Regions from separate parts of the Anas platyrhynchos genome. Here region 1 is linked to region 2. A link is a contact called in public Hi-C data. All regions are on one chromosome and are shown on one strand. The core of a region is the stretch at or near the end of the contact, and the rest is flanking DNA. Distances in the headings are between cores, read along the strand shown.

What was found. Hi-C and Micro-C count contacts between places; a contact is called where the count stands out from the background.
Region 1: a contact with region 2 is called in a Hi-C map of F1 follicle, with 4 times the contacts expected there. The contact joins the promoter of LIN52 here to the enhancer-like site in region 2. A contact is called at or near these places in 3 of 8 Hi-C or Micro-C datasets (F1 follicle, skeletal muscle and subcutaneous adipose tissue).

Annotation. Positions count from the first base shown.
Region 1 is chr5:24,584,457-24,591,106 of IASCAAS_PekinDuck_T2T, reverse strand. It overlaps LIN52 (lin-52 DREAM MuvB core complex component), which reads left to right and starts at 3,097. Exons shown (of 6, transcript XM_027459621.3): 1 at 3,097-3,236; 2 at 3,322-3,396; 3 at 3,483-3,520; 4 at 3,867-3,933; 5 at 4,923-5,006. The coding sequence starts at 3,218. ALDH6A1 (aldehyde dehydrogenase 6 family member A1) reads right to left here and starts at 3,020. Exons shown (of 12, transcript XM_038179530.2): 1 at 2,918-3,020; 2 at 2,728-2,790; 3 at 1,668-1,742; 4 at 165-326. The coding sequence starts at 2,983.
Region 2 is chr5:24,476,780-24,484,182 of IASCAAS_PekinDuck_T2T, reverse strand. It overlaps ABCD4 (ATP binding cassette subfamily D member 4), which reads right to left. Exons shown (of 18, transcript XM_038180284.2): 7 at 6,827-6,921; 8 at 6,384-6,505; 9 at 5,988-6,079; 10 at 5,739-5,828; 11 at 5,300-5,508; 12 at 4,925-5,016; 13 at 4,686-4,722; 14 at 4,123-4,172; 15 at 3,788-3,840; 16 at 3,379-3,455; 17 at 2,135-2,250; 18 at 1,359-1,975. The coding sequence ends at 1,880. VSX2 (visual system homeobox 2) reads left to right here. Exons shown (of 5, transcript XM_038180285.2): 5 at 1-402. Among named protein-coding and RNA genes, the nearest start is that of ABCD4, 15 kb to the right of the region's middle. Within about 2 kb of position 2,587, at least 5 of the 8 cell types and tissues checked have an H3K27ac peak or open chromatin away from gene starts, as enhancers often do. A contact at or near this core is called in F1 follicle and subcutaneous adipose tissue, where this site is marked.

The sequences.
Region 1 (6,650 bases), core at 1,848-4,347, 110 kb before region 2:
TGGAAAGTGCTTTGCCTCACCTCTAAATGAGGGTGACTCTGTCAGCTCAATTATGGTAGCAAGACCTCATCAAGAATTCAGTTAAAGCCCGAGTCTCTCAATGTCATTCACTGAGTCAGCTACAAGGCATTCAGCAACAGTCATCACACATAGATGTGTCTCACCAGATTGTCTTTGATGAGCTGTTGATAACGCAGGAAGATTTGCTGGCGACTCAAAACAGATGTTTCCGACCAGTTCCAAAAAGCCTTTTTGCAAGAAGCCACAGCCGCCTCCATCTCACTGGGTGTAGCTTTCGGTACGCGAGCAACCACTTCGTTGGTGGCCTGGTGGAAAAGAACAAATTGCATCAAAACTCCACTTTTTCCAGCTGTGCCTGACAACCATTCAACAGTACCTTACACCACATGCTTAATATCCTTATTCTAAAAGGAGATGTACTTCTCATGGGGAAGGAGAAAGATTCCTTCCCTGGAACAGGCAAAAGGCCTGGGCTACAACAGGAATTCTATGTATTTCCTAGTTCTGAAAACCTGCCCTCTCACATCTCAGAATAGACATGCAGAAAGCTGTAAATGCAGTGCTGGCTTCCAAGTTGGAGTTGAAGTGACTTGTCTGATATATTTTTCAGCTTTTAGAAAGGTTTCTGTGGCCTACAGTCTTTTCCTTCTCTATCGTCTTGGCTCATTTGCTCTTGTGCATTAAACAAAGCAAGGTTGCTTTGCAAAGAGCAGCATGTGATTGTGCAATTGACACTGATCTTAGTTTACCTAGGTCACTAGGCTGAAAAAAAGATCTTTATGAGTAACCTTAGTGCTATAGTATTTTAGCTTTTAAGGCTTGTCTTTGTTGGTTTGACCTCCTTCTCACGCACACTTAAAAATTAAGTCTGCTTTGACATAACAAAACCATCAGGTAGGTCACTAAGAGAGAAGCTACTTAGGAAAAAAAGAACACTGGTTGCCCCAGAGTGACCGAATGAGCTTCAGGAACACAGCTTGCAGCCCATAACACTTCCACAAAGCACATCAAAATAGGTCTTTACAGAGAAGTTTTAAAAACTGCTGTCCAAATGCTTACTGCAAGGGTCAGAATTCTGGGCCCTTTGGTGCAGGACTCAGGCAAGTGCAAGTGCTACTCATCTAAGCTCATTTTGCACTGCACAGCATCCAGCCTCTAAATCCACAGTGAATATCACGGCACAGAGATGGAAATTTTCTCAAAGGAGAGAAGCTTCAGCTGCCAAGATTTTTACCTAGGACCGAGAGTGAAATTGATCTCTATCAGGACTTTACATGCAGCTGGCATCAAATCGTATCAGGTTGCACACATACGGGGTGAAAGGAAGCCGCCTGAAGTTCTGACATACTAATCACAGAGCCTTTCCATGAGCAAAATACAGTAAGCAGGGTTTAAGCTTCCTCTTCAGAGATCAGGCTTTTACTACACAGGGGAGATAAAGAAGGTCATCACTTTCCTAAGACTGACATTTCATGCGAAGAGGAAACTGAGAAGCAATTACACGGTGCTAAATCCATCTTAAGCTCCACGACTAAGCTTTCTCAAGACAGACATATACTTTCCCCTTTCGCCAGACGATTCAATGGAAGCACAGACCCTTGCTGCACAGCGACCGTTAGTATATAAGCAGCGGCTGCTTCACTCACTGGGTTGTGGATATCGATCCATTCTGTAGTTTTGGATTCAACAAACTTGCCATCGATGAACAGTTTGGTTGTTGGCTGTGGAGGACAAAACGCAGGCCAGTGAGTGATCTTTGTCTCAAGGTGCCCACGTGCCAATGTGCCTCATTACATGTAGGTCTTCATTTACCACTAAGCCTCATTTTTCCCCCACTTTCAAGCAAAATGGCTAAAGTTCTTTCAAAATCTGGTACAGAAAAAGTACATTGCTACTTATGTTCAGAGCTGTTTCAATCTATTTAAACACTATGTTACTAAGAAAATCAAAAACCCGCAATTCATAAATGTTTAGAAAAAAAAACAGTTAATAATTCACTTTGTGAGGATTCCACCCACCCGGTACAAACTGTACTACGTTCCTTTCCCATCAAACCACTAAGCGGGTTCATCTTTCAACCTCATAGCTGCAGGCACTAAGCTGGCCTTTCCCTGCCCCCCTGTGGTTCTGCAGCTGTGGGTGAGGAACCTGTGGGTGCTGAGTTCACAGCGATCGGATCGTCCTGGCAGGCAGCACGGAGGGAGGACACCACTTCCCAACTCACGTGCAGGGGAGAGGAAAAGGAAGGTTTGGGATAAGGGAGGGGGAATAAGAGGGTTGGGATGCCATTCGTGGTGTAATGAAGGGAGATCAGGGGGAGAATTCGGAAGATAAATGGGGCTGGCTTGGACAGGTGCTGGCAGCGAAAGGGGATGAGTGGGAAGAAGAAGGACAGAAAGGGCTGCAAGAAGCTGACAAAGCGGGACTGAGGTGCGAGCTGTCGCGAGGCTGGTAAGGGATAAGCAGGGAGGTAGGAGCAGGGCAGCGGGTGGAAAGCAAATCCCACTGCAGGTGGTTACGGGCAGGGCTGCGCTTAGCAAGGCACAGACCCTGCGCAGCCCCCGGAGGGGAGCTCGGGCACGCCAGCACCTGGCTGCCAGGCGAGGCCCCGAGCTCGACGCCTCCTCACAGCGCAATTTTGGATTATTTGAAAGGGGGAGGAGCCCCCCCACGCCCCCACCCCCCCACACCCCCCCGGGCACTCACCACAGCGGACGAGGAGGAGGCGGCGGCTGAGGCGACCCATGGCGCCCCGGCTCTCCGCGGCAGCTGCCAACACACAGACACGGCGCGGTCAGGGCGAGCTCCGCACCCCCTCCCCAGCTCCCTCCCCGCCGACCCAAAACCCCCTCAGGCTCCCGGAGCCGCCCCCGCGGTCCCGGCCCCGCCGCCTCACCCCCAGCGCCAAGCGCCGCCGCCCGCCCCAAGCCCCCCGCGCTGCCGCCGCCGCCGCCGCCGCCATGCCGGCCGAGGGTCCCTGCCCCCCCCACACCCCCCCACCCCTCCGCGGCGCCCCCTAGCCCCGCCCCCTGCTCTCCCATTGGCCCGCCGGGCTGAGGCCACGCCCTCTCCCCGCCCCTCCTCCTCCACCGCCCCCCGCTCCGGGCCGCTGATTGGCTGCGGGGGCGAAGGCGGGATTTTTATCCCCCTCCCCTCCACACTCCCCCCCTCGGCTGTGCTCACGTGACGCGGCAAGATGGCGGCTGCCGCGGACGGTGAGGCGGGGGGCGGCGGGCGCGGGCTCCCCCTCAGCGCTTCCCCCCCCTTCACCGCTTCCCCCCTCACCGCCGTCTCTTGCAGGCGCCGACCTGGAGGCCTCGCTGCTGAGCTTTGAGAAGCTGGACCGGGCTTCCCCGGACCTGTGGCCCGAGCAGCGTGAGTTTTGGGGGGCTGTGGAGGGTTTGGGGTGTGTGTGGGGGGAGCCCTGCCCGCCCCGCTCACGGCCGCTCTCTGTCTTGCAGTGCCGGGAGTCGCCGAGTTCGCCGCCTCCTTCAAAAGTGTAAGCCACCCGCTCTGGGTCTCCTCTGCTGCTGCCCGCCTCCTGGCCGAGCCTCCCCTCTGCAGCCTGGGGGGGAAGGAAGGGCTTTAAGCCTTAGGGAAGCCTCCTCTGGGTCCTCTCATTGGTTTGTGGGTGTCACTGCCCTGCTTTAACCCCTAAAACGTCCAGGGGAAGGTAGAAAACAAGGTTAAGCGTTAAACTATCCCCACAGAGCTCCTGGAACCCTCATCTTTCCTGTCAGTTAAACTGGCCTTAACTTCTAGGTTAAACTTCCTTGTATGTTCCCAAAGATGCCCTGGTCTGAGCACGGTCTGTTTTCTGCTTCTTCTTTTCTTTTCCAAACCAGCCCATTACGAGTTCTCCTCCCAAATGGATGGCTGAGCTGGAAAACGATGATATAGATATGTTAAAGGGTGAGTATGGGTGCTGGGGGGAGTAGGGCTGTCAAAGCAGGTGGGAATTCGGTGCCTATAAAAAACAAGGGTTAAAGGGCTTGCTTCTGAACCCTTCCGGACGTGTAGGGATCCTTCTGGGCTGTTCAACATTTCTTTCAGAGTTTTTGTCCTGGATGTCTAACAGCTTGTGCTTTTATTATTTTTATTTTCATTATCCCATTAATTTATTTCACTTCTGAAAGCAAGAAACTCCTATCAGTGAGCCCTGTGGCTTCTGATCTCTAGCCTTTGTATTTGCAGAATCTCCAGTTTAAGGATCTAGATTAGCAGTCTCTCTACCTTGTCAATTACTTGAATTTTTTGTTACTCCTGTCATCTCCAGGAAAATACCCTGACATCAAAGGCTGTCTGTTTTTTTCAAAACAAGCAAGTAAGAAATAGTTAAACCTGTGTAACATTATACGTTATGTTATGTAGTAGGTGTCTCCTGTTGTTGAGAAGAGGCATAAAGGTTTTTTTGTTTTTTTTTTGGTAGACCCCAAATGATTAAGCTTGGTGAGTAGCTTAGATTTGTTGAGTGGCTTGTTGAATGATGCTGTGTGAGTGTGTTTTCACTCTTGTACCTGAGATCTCCAGTGGAATGGTTGTTTGTAAGGCTGTATGAAAAGCTGCAGAAAGGCTAGCTAGCATATGGATTTGCTGCGTATTACAGGCATTTGTAGTAATCTTCCTTGAGCTTGCTCTTCTTTCTCATGTGAATTCCAGGTGAATTGTTCTGTGAGGGAAGTAGGACAAACTGCTTTTTATATGGCTATAACTTTTTGCTGGTTCTCATGTATGAGGTGTAAGGATTAAAGAACACAGTCTGTGCAGTTCAAACTGAAATTGTAGGAAGTATTATTTGAATGCTCTGAAATAGTAAACGTATAAACTGCCAGACTAGAGGTCTGTAAACAAGCCAGAGGTCTACAGACAGTGTTAAAAAAGGTGGTTTTCTCTCCTTTTAGAGTTGGGGAGCCTCACTACAGCTAACCTGATGGAGAAGGTTCGTGGCCTGCAGAACTTGGCTTACCAGCTGGGATTGGATGAATGTAAGTTCTATGTATGGATGTGACCGACTGTGGTGCAAATCTTCCCACTAAAACATGTGCTTGTGGTACACCTCTAGTTGGAAAAGGGTGTTGACAGATTTGGCAAATATCTCACAGTTGTGGAGGTGCAGTAGGAGATCTGATTGGAAAGTGTGCTACCCTGAACAAGTCTACCCTGGGTGCAATGAAGACTAATGGGGTGCATTTAGAATTTCTTATCTTTGGGTTTTGACTTCTAGTTTGAATGTTAAGGTCTAGTAATGTGATAACACAGTAATTTGTGACCTTCAGAAACAGGGAGAGGGCACCTGCACAACAGAATGCCTGCTGCTCCAGCTTACGGTCTACCTGTGTGGGGGAAAATATCTTAGCAGTAATTATCAGATACCACTTTGACTTATATTTGACTTAAATAAATCAGGTAACTTTCCTTCAGTTCCTGTACAGATGCTGAAGGTATTTCTTTGAATATTTGTAGCAGTACTTTTGTGAAACTTTGTGTAATGCCTACACCTTGAGACTTGTGTGTAGGATTTTGCTAGCCATTAGTGCTCATGCTTCTTCCTGTTTCTGTACTTGCTGTATTTTTTTATAGTCAGCTGTAGCAGGAGGTGCTGTCGCTGCATTCTAAAATTGACTTTCATCCCACTTAACCAACAACCATTTTTTACCAATTTTTTTGAAGCTGCTGCTTTCATAATCACATTTAGAACTGTTGTTAACAGGTTGATCCAGCTTTGAAGATTTCAAGGGAGATTGTGCTTCCTTTAAGCACTACCTGTGCACGTTGACACATTTAACTTTCTTTGCTTAATTTTGGCCTTTCATAGACTTTAGCTGCAGTTACTCTTGCTCTATGCACAGAGCTTTGAAAGCTTACCAACAGTAAGCCTAGAATGCTTTGATGCTTTCTTATCAACAGGTCATTAAGACTGAACACACTCCATGCACTTAAATTTATTTTACTTTCAGTGCTAATACCTTTTAAGATTGTAAGAAGCATTTAGGGGTATAGAAGTTATACTTCAATGATGGAAATCTTAGTCAAATACAAAGACTGGCTGATTGGCTCTCCCAGTTAAGCTGTAGGCTTACACATCAAAGAGCTTTGCTATGCTAAATGGAGTTTAAGCGGAGTATAAGTTACATTAAGTGCACAAAGCTTAGAAATGTTTATGTTGCATTTATTTTTACTGAGAACAAATAAATACGAATAGACCAAGTGAGGAAAAAACCGTTTGAGATCTGAGATTTAAAACCGTTAGTCTATGGTAACTGAATTCTTGAATTTTTAAGGCTTATGAAAGCTCTCTTCGTGTTTGTAACTAGTTGTCAATGAAGTCTACTTTCCTTTAACCTGTAATATACATAATGCTTTGTATGTCATAACATACACATTCATCTTAGGAAAATTTTCACAGAAAATGAAGTACTGAGTTTGAACAGGGCCTCTCAGGACCATTTTTTCCAATACTGTCTTTAAGTTTTCTCTTGCAGACTTAGGTAAGTGAGAAAACAAGAAGAAATGTACAAAAGGTCCATTTATTAAAGTTAAGAAACTTGTGGTTTTGGTCCAGAGGTACATGATTTGATTATACCTTTGTACATTTAAATGCATTACTCCATGTTTTATGTGGCTGATCA
Region 2 (7,403 bases), core at 1,338-3,837:
CACGCAGCCAAACCCGCTGTTTTTTGCAGTGCCCCATGTTACCATCACCCTTCCATCCCGGTCAGGCTGTGTTCCCCAAGGAGGATGTAGGACAGTCACTTCCACACAGCCCTCTCTGCCCCGCTTTCAGCTGCCAGCACCCTCTCCCCAGAGCTACTGTTTTTATTCTGTCAAAATTGACCCCCTTCATACAGCCCCCATCTGTCTTTGTCCCCAGTTTGTTCAAAGTTCAAGGTGTTAGATTATAGCCCGCGGTGTGTAAATAATGTATATACAGTGAGAAAAGAATTCAGTATTGAGGTGTTTGAGATATGGAGCTGTAACAACTTCTAGTCATTCAGAACCTGTGATTTATGTGCCATTTTCTGTAAAGATATGAACGAGAATAAAACTAAACTGGAATACTGTGTATGAGTCTGGTCACTTCTTCAAGGAAGATGAATTCAGCCAAAGAGAAGAAGGGGTTGGGTGTCAGACCTTAGCCAGAAAGCATTTCAGTGAGCTCCAAAGCAGCACAGAGAGACCAACATCTTCCTGCCCACACAGATATGAAGAAGATGAGGCTCAGGTGCTGCTCTCCCTGATCAGTTAGAGGGCAAGGCATACCTGGGGAATTGCCACAAAGAGCAAAGAGAACATGAGACCTCTTAGTGCTGTTGGTCCATCCTGGAGCTATGGGGCCTCCATAGCTCCACAGGGGAGGCAGTAGTACTCTGATCAAAGGCAACTCCCCATGAAGCTTCCAGGTGCTGAATGCCAGACCATGCACCACAGGGAGGCATGGGACATTTCCCAAACCTGGTGAGTGCAGGGATGGTGCATGATGAGGGAACGTTGTCCTGCAGCAGCAGTGGCTGGAGCTGCAGACAAACCCAGGAGCACCTGCTGGTCAGTAACTGGTGGCTCCTCCTGCAGCGCCCGTACTGGCAGGCAGGCAGTGCACAGCCTTTGCTGATCAGATCCGAAAGCAATTCATGCTTGGAAGGCTTCCTGGAAGGCTTCTGTGCTGGTCAGAAAAGTGGCTGTGTAAAAATAGCCACCTCTTACTCAGCGGGCCTGCTCTGACAGAGAGCAGTTGCCAGCTCAGCAAGGCGAGGGAGTTGGGACTTGGGAGCAAGGGGAGAGGAGGCGCAGAGGCAGGGGAAGGAGGAGGTTGTGTGCTGTGAGCCTGCCACCATGGCATCACCCCAGCAGAGTGCATGCAGCCCTACCCCTGCTCTGCTCTTCACCACTAGTCTAGTCCAAGAGCACTGCCAACACACAGTCATCTCTCCTAAAGCAGAAAGAAAAAAAGCAGAAGAGGCAGAAGCCTGGATAACACAAACGGATTCTTCTCCAGGAACATGGATAACAGACCCTAGATTTTAATACAAAAATGTTTATTTGAACCTTAACCCTGTGTCTTAAGGAGAGGAGAGCCATGTCCTTTTCTGTGCCGGCCTCCTCCTCCCATTACAATGCATCCCTTAACTGCCTGGGGAGCCAGCAGCTCAGAATCCCTTTTGGTAGAACCAGAGCTACAGAAGCCCGTACTGCAGAGCTGTACACCAGAGGCAGAGGTCCCGGTGAGGCAAAGACAGCACAACATCAGGTTGCATCCCATCCTTGCACTGCTGCATCCTGGGTGAGGGGAGGTTCCTCTGCCCATGGCTTATACAAAACCCATGAGGCAGTGTTGTCTTTTGCAGCAGCACAGCAGCTCAGCCCCTTCCCCCGTGAAGTTCAGACTTGGCTGGACATCCATCAGCAAAATCTGTAACTGGTTTTGCACCAAACGAATGCCTTGTTGGCAGCTGCTGGCTCCGCACTCCCAGTCTGCTCTTCAGAGCTCTCCCAGGGGTGCGCAGGTTCTGCAGCTGTGCAGACTCGGGCATGTTTATCAGCACCCTTCCTCAGATGGGAGCCGCTTCATCCTCTCACATCGCATGAGTTCCCATCTTCCCTCGCCATGAAGCTTCAAAATCCAGCTGTGGAACTGCAATTCAGCGACACAACAACTGAGGGATGTTCCTGTTGAGGGCGTGTTCTCCCACAGCAAGGCTCTGCAGCCTCAGCCATTCCCCTCTGCTCACCAGGCACCCTCTCTGCCTCCCCCCCTTGCCACCAGTCATGTAACGCCACCTCCCCTCCTCACCTTCTCCAGGCTGGGCCTGTGTCCCACACTGACCAGCGTCATGCCCAGCTGAAGGCACACACGGTACAGCTCATGCTCCACCTCTTCTGTCAGGGCACTGGTGGCTTCATCTAGCACTGAGAAACAAGCCGTAAGCCCCACACATCCCTCCTCTCCCAACTTGTCCTCTCCCCCTGGGCAAACGAGCAGTGACTGCTCGGGATATTTCACATGTTAAGTGGAGCTCACCAAGAGCAAGCAAGAAGCCTAAGGACCTTGACTTTACTCTGGTACAGCTGCTGCCAGCCAAGTGGGAAGGCTGCCCTTCCCCACAAGCCCTTAAATCCACTCAAACAGCCCTGTTCACCTCATTCCTTTCCCTCAAAAGCTGCCAGCCACTGCCCTGTTCTCACCACTGTGAAATCTAAGCCGTGACCTTCCCAACACGGGCTGCATGCCAGAGCGCCTGGCTGAACAGCAGCCTCGTCACCTCCCTGGCCAAGAGCCCAGGTGCAGCAGCCAGGATGGCCTGGCGTGGCTTCCTGACAGCTAAAAGCAAATACTACTGGCCTGGAGCAAATGAATGCAATTTGTTTTACATCATCTCTACAGCTCTTAGTTGACAGTCCTCAGGTTCCTTCTGACCAGATAGCACAGAGCAGTGCTGCAGGCTTCAGGAGATGAGAGGTACTTAAGTGTTGCTCCCTGCTACTGACACTGGCTCTGTGCACACACATCTACCCTGGCCCCTCTGATAACTCCTCCAATAGCCCCCCAGCCATCTAAATGTGCAAAGCAATTAGACCAAACTGCAAACGTGAGCTGCCTCTGTGATCTCTCAGCAGTGTTTCTTCTACCACTTCTTGTCCTCTTTTGCCGTGTTATAGCTGTTCCCAAGGGCACATCATTTCCACAGCCCCACGGAGGCTGGTGAGCCGCACACAGGGCAGCTGACACTGTGCTTGTGCTCACTAGCACATCTGCTTCTTTACATGGCAGCTGTTGAGCAGGTTGAGAGGGTGCTCTCTCAGGTGTAATTACACCTGGACCACGAACACTCATTAATATTTCCCTAAGAACACGAGGTTTTACACAAAACCTCTTCATTTACCCCCTGCCACAAAGATAGTGAAATATTTTCACCTCTGAATCCTGTGTGTGCTGCCTAAAATCATCACTAAGACCGAGCATGCTCCCAAGCTGCCTCTGTACCAGCTTCTGTTTGTGCCAAAGGCACTGCCTTTCTTCTGCAGTTGTTCACTCACCTGCATATCTTGGCTGGAGGTAGAAGAGACGTGCAAATGAGAGCCTCTGCATCTCCCCCGGGGACAGGATATCATACCTGCAGCAGGGTCGAGATTCAAAAATCTCCCTTAAGAAAGAGAGCTTGTTTGCTAAAGAGCTTGTGGTTGCTGGTACTGGAGACCCCAGCAAATGACTGGCCCTGTGTGCACCCAGTGCTCCCCCTCCACTGTGCAATCAGTTTCCTGCAGAGAGCATGGCTGCTGATGTTGTATTGATGCTTGGGGCAGGAACCTTTCAGCCCTGCACAGCCCACCTCTCACAAGACACAGGTGGACACAGATGCTCCCCAGTCCAGCAGCAATGTGCAGCTGCTTAGAAGCGTTCCCCAACCAGAGGGATCATCCAAATTCCCCCAGTGAGCTGCCTTACCAGTTCCAGTCCACCTGCTCATCCAGTCCTCCAGCCCTTTCCAGCAGATCAGCCTGCAGAGAGCACAGCAGATGTGTGAACACTGCCCCAGCCCTGCCAGCCCCCCAGGGACACAGCCCTGTGTACAATCATCCCCTCCCTGCTACCCAGTCTTCTCCTGCTTGGTCTGAAGTTGCTCCATACCCCTCCTCCTCCGCCTGTTCCCATGGACAGTCCTGTCCCAGCTACAACCCAGTCCCCTGCGTGTGTCCAGCCCGTGGTTGTGCCGTGCTGCCACAGCACCTCATCCCTCATCCCTTCATCCCTCTCCAGCAGCAGCGCCACCAGGGACTCACCAGCCCGGCCAACTCCAGGAATCGCACGATCCTCTCATCATCTGCAGGCCCTGGGGGAGAAAGTGATTAAATACAGGACGCGTCTGCTGAGACCACAGCTGCAAGGGGGAGGCCGTGGGGCAGCAGGGAAGGTTTGGAGAAACTCCTGAGGTCCGCTGGAGCTGACTCAACCACTTATCTATACTGGGTCCTGGTGTGTCACAGATGGACACTGGTACATGGTACATGGAAACTGAGATAAAGGCAAACACGGCTTCCCATACGCAGGTTGTACCAGATGGATCAGACGAATCCCAACAGCAAGTTTAGAAAGCAGCAGGGTGTCTCAGCACGGATCATAGTACAACATGCAGAGCACAGCCAGCCTGTCCTCACTGCATCAAGAGAAAGCATTCTTCTTGAAAGCAAGGGAATGCTGAGCAAACCTTGCAGGGAAAAGCAGAGTGCAACAGAAGTGAAACAGCATTCCTGATGGGGCATGGGAGAGGAGAAGCTGCACTGGGCACAGAACAGAGAGCTGAAACCACAGGGTTGGCTAATTGCTGCGATGAATTTCCACGTACCTGACACTGGGTAGATCTCCTTCAGGGGGTATATCACCTGTCAAACAGACCAACAGAAGCCATGTCAGAGGGAGCTGGACACGGCTCATCTGAAACACAGCGGTGGTGGCACAAAGTCAGCCAAAAGGGAAGGAGCAGTCGCATGCATCCTCCCCCTTGCAGGCCTTCCTGCTGCACGCGGGTTTGCAGAGGCACGCTAAGAGCCCTGCAGGGCTGGGGCCAGCTGGCCCAGGGCTCACCTGCTCACGCAGGCTGCCATCGGTGAAGAACGGCCGCTGCGGCAGGAACAGCACTCCGTGGGGGCCAAAGCAGGTCAGCATCTGGATGCTCCCTGCACAGAGACACACGCATGCTAAGCCTGCAGCGCCTGCTAGGAACGCCTCGCTGCTGCCATGGATTCGCCTTCGCATCCCAGAAAAGGCAGATGGGCAGCACGGAGCAAAGCGATGAGAGCCGCAGAGAAGTTTGTGATCCAGAGAAGGGACAGTTCAAATGGTGACACGTTTAATATCACAAGTGGCACTCGTCTTGCAAATTCTTGTTGCTACCTTCTAAACTCAGCTAGGACAGCCCTCGTTGAAGAAGAGAAGGATATGGAGACCTGCAGTCCTTACCCCGTGTGCTTTCCCAGAGTCCCCCGAGGACCCTCAGGAGAGATGTTTTCCCTGTGCCAGTGTTCCCCACGATCATCACGCTGTCTCCTTGTGAGATCCTGAGGCTCAGGTCTTTAATGAGCAGCTTGCCAGAGGATGGCACTGAGAGTGTCACTCGCTCCAGAAGGAAAGCCGTGTCCTTTGGCACTGCGTCCTCCTCAGAATAGCTGCTGGGCCACCACCGAGACAAAGAAGAAGAGACGTTAGACCTCCTGTGCTTCCATGACATGAATCCTGCCCCACACACCCCAGGTCACAGCGAGCACTGCGTTGCTTGGTCCAACCAACTGCATGCAGCAGGCTGTGACACCAAGGGGCCACCTCCACCCAGTGACAGCCCTGCACACTGGCAGGAAAGCTGCAAGCCAACGTGCTGCTGAGGGGAGACTCAGAGACTCACCTGTCCAGGTCCCAGCCAGCTTTGGCTTCTGAGTAGTTTTCATTTTTTCTTCTGCCAAGACTCAGCAAAGTCTCCTGCAGTTCACCAATCCTGGGCAAACAAAAGGGTGCATGAATGCCAGGGGCAGCTCCTCACTTCTAACCTTGTCCATACTCACTCACAAATTGTTTGTTATGTATTTATCACAGACTTGGGCACAGCCATGTCCCATGACCTCTCCTGCAGAGCCCTGCACCCACAGAAGCTCACCTGTGTGTGTAGCCAGCTACATCAGTCACGGTGCTGGAGAGATCGATGAGCTGGCTGAAGCAGCTGATGAGGTAGATGGAAACGAAGGCATTCTGGGGAGAAATCACATCCCAAAGCACCTCAGAGCAGGGTGTCAGCCTGCAGCTCACAGTCTCACAGCTCCCATTTCCACATCCCCACGGGCAGGGTCAGTGTATCCTGAATGTCACTCACTGCGGGTCTTTCAGCCCCCCTGCCACCAGCCTGAAGCCCAAACCTCCATCCTCAGTGCTCCACAACAGGGCCCAGCCATATGAATTTACAGCCCTAAGACTTAGGGCTGGCTCATGCAGTTGACACAAGCTCACAGCGCACATTTTGCCCCCAGCCCAGTGTGGGTCACAACCCTTAGCTCACCTTGCTGACCAGGGCGCTGAGCTCTGTCGGACTCAGGTCACCGTAGACCCCAGAAAAGATAGGAATGGCAATGACCACGTAGCTCAGGATGCTGCCCAGGTAGTCAAAGGTGTTGATCCCAACTGGGCGGAAGCACATGGGGACAAGGCAGTAAGTTGGGGTGGGAACCTCTCTCCCAGCCAGGACCAAGTGCAGCCCACTCAAAAGGAAGACCCAGATCCTGTCTCAGCCTCTCATAATGCACTCGAGCAGAAAACCCTATCTCACAGGCCAGCAGAAGCACTGGGGTGAAAACCCATTTGCCAAGCAAAGAGCTCCTTGGAACAGGCCCCAGAGAAAGAAAAACCAGCACTGCTGCTCTAGCAGTCAGGCTTCCAAGCCTGTGGGCCACTACGACAGAGCTACACCATGCCCGTGCTCACCCCCCAGAGCTCCCCACTCACTGTAGAGCCACAGCTCCTTGCCAATCAGCTCCCTCTGGGTCTGCAGCAAACTCTGCAGCCTGCGGTTCGTGCGCATGTGCTCCACTCGCCCGGCCCTGTAAAATATAGCAACATGACTCCCAGACTTCCTGGGAGCACACAATGGGGTAAAAGCCTGGGCTTTAGGACTAAGACCTAGAGAGGGCCTCTTACTTCAGCCTCCAAGGTTTTTTGTTGAGCTGGAACTGAACACCCATGAGATCCTTCTTGAAACACCAAGAAACTCCGGCTGAAATGAACAGCCCTGCAAGTTTCAGAGCACATGGGTGTTTCTGTCCCATACAGGAGGTGAGATGGGGCCACACACTATCAGCGAGGCTCAGGCCTTGAGCAAAACACACCCACGATTACAACACACACTTCTGAACAAAGCCTTTTTTGGAAGAGATGGACAGTGCTGCCACACATCTGGAGCCAGAAAGGAGAGGACAGAGGCAAAGGAGGTGACAGCAAGCAAATGGGCGAGGTGACCCCAGCCCCAAAGCCCTCCCTTTCTCGGAGCTTCCCAAAAGCATCAGCGTGTCCCCCAGCACCTGAG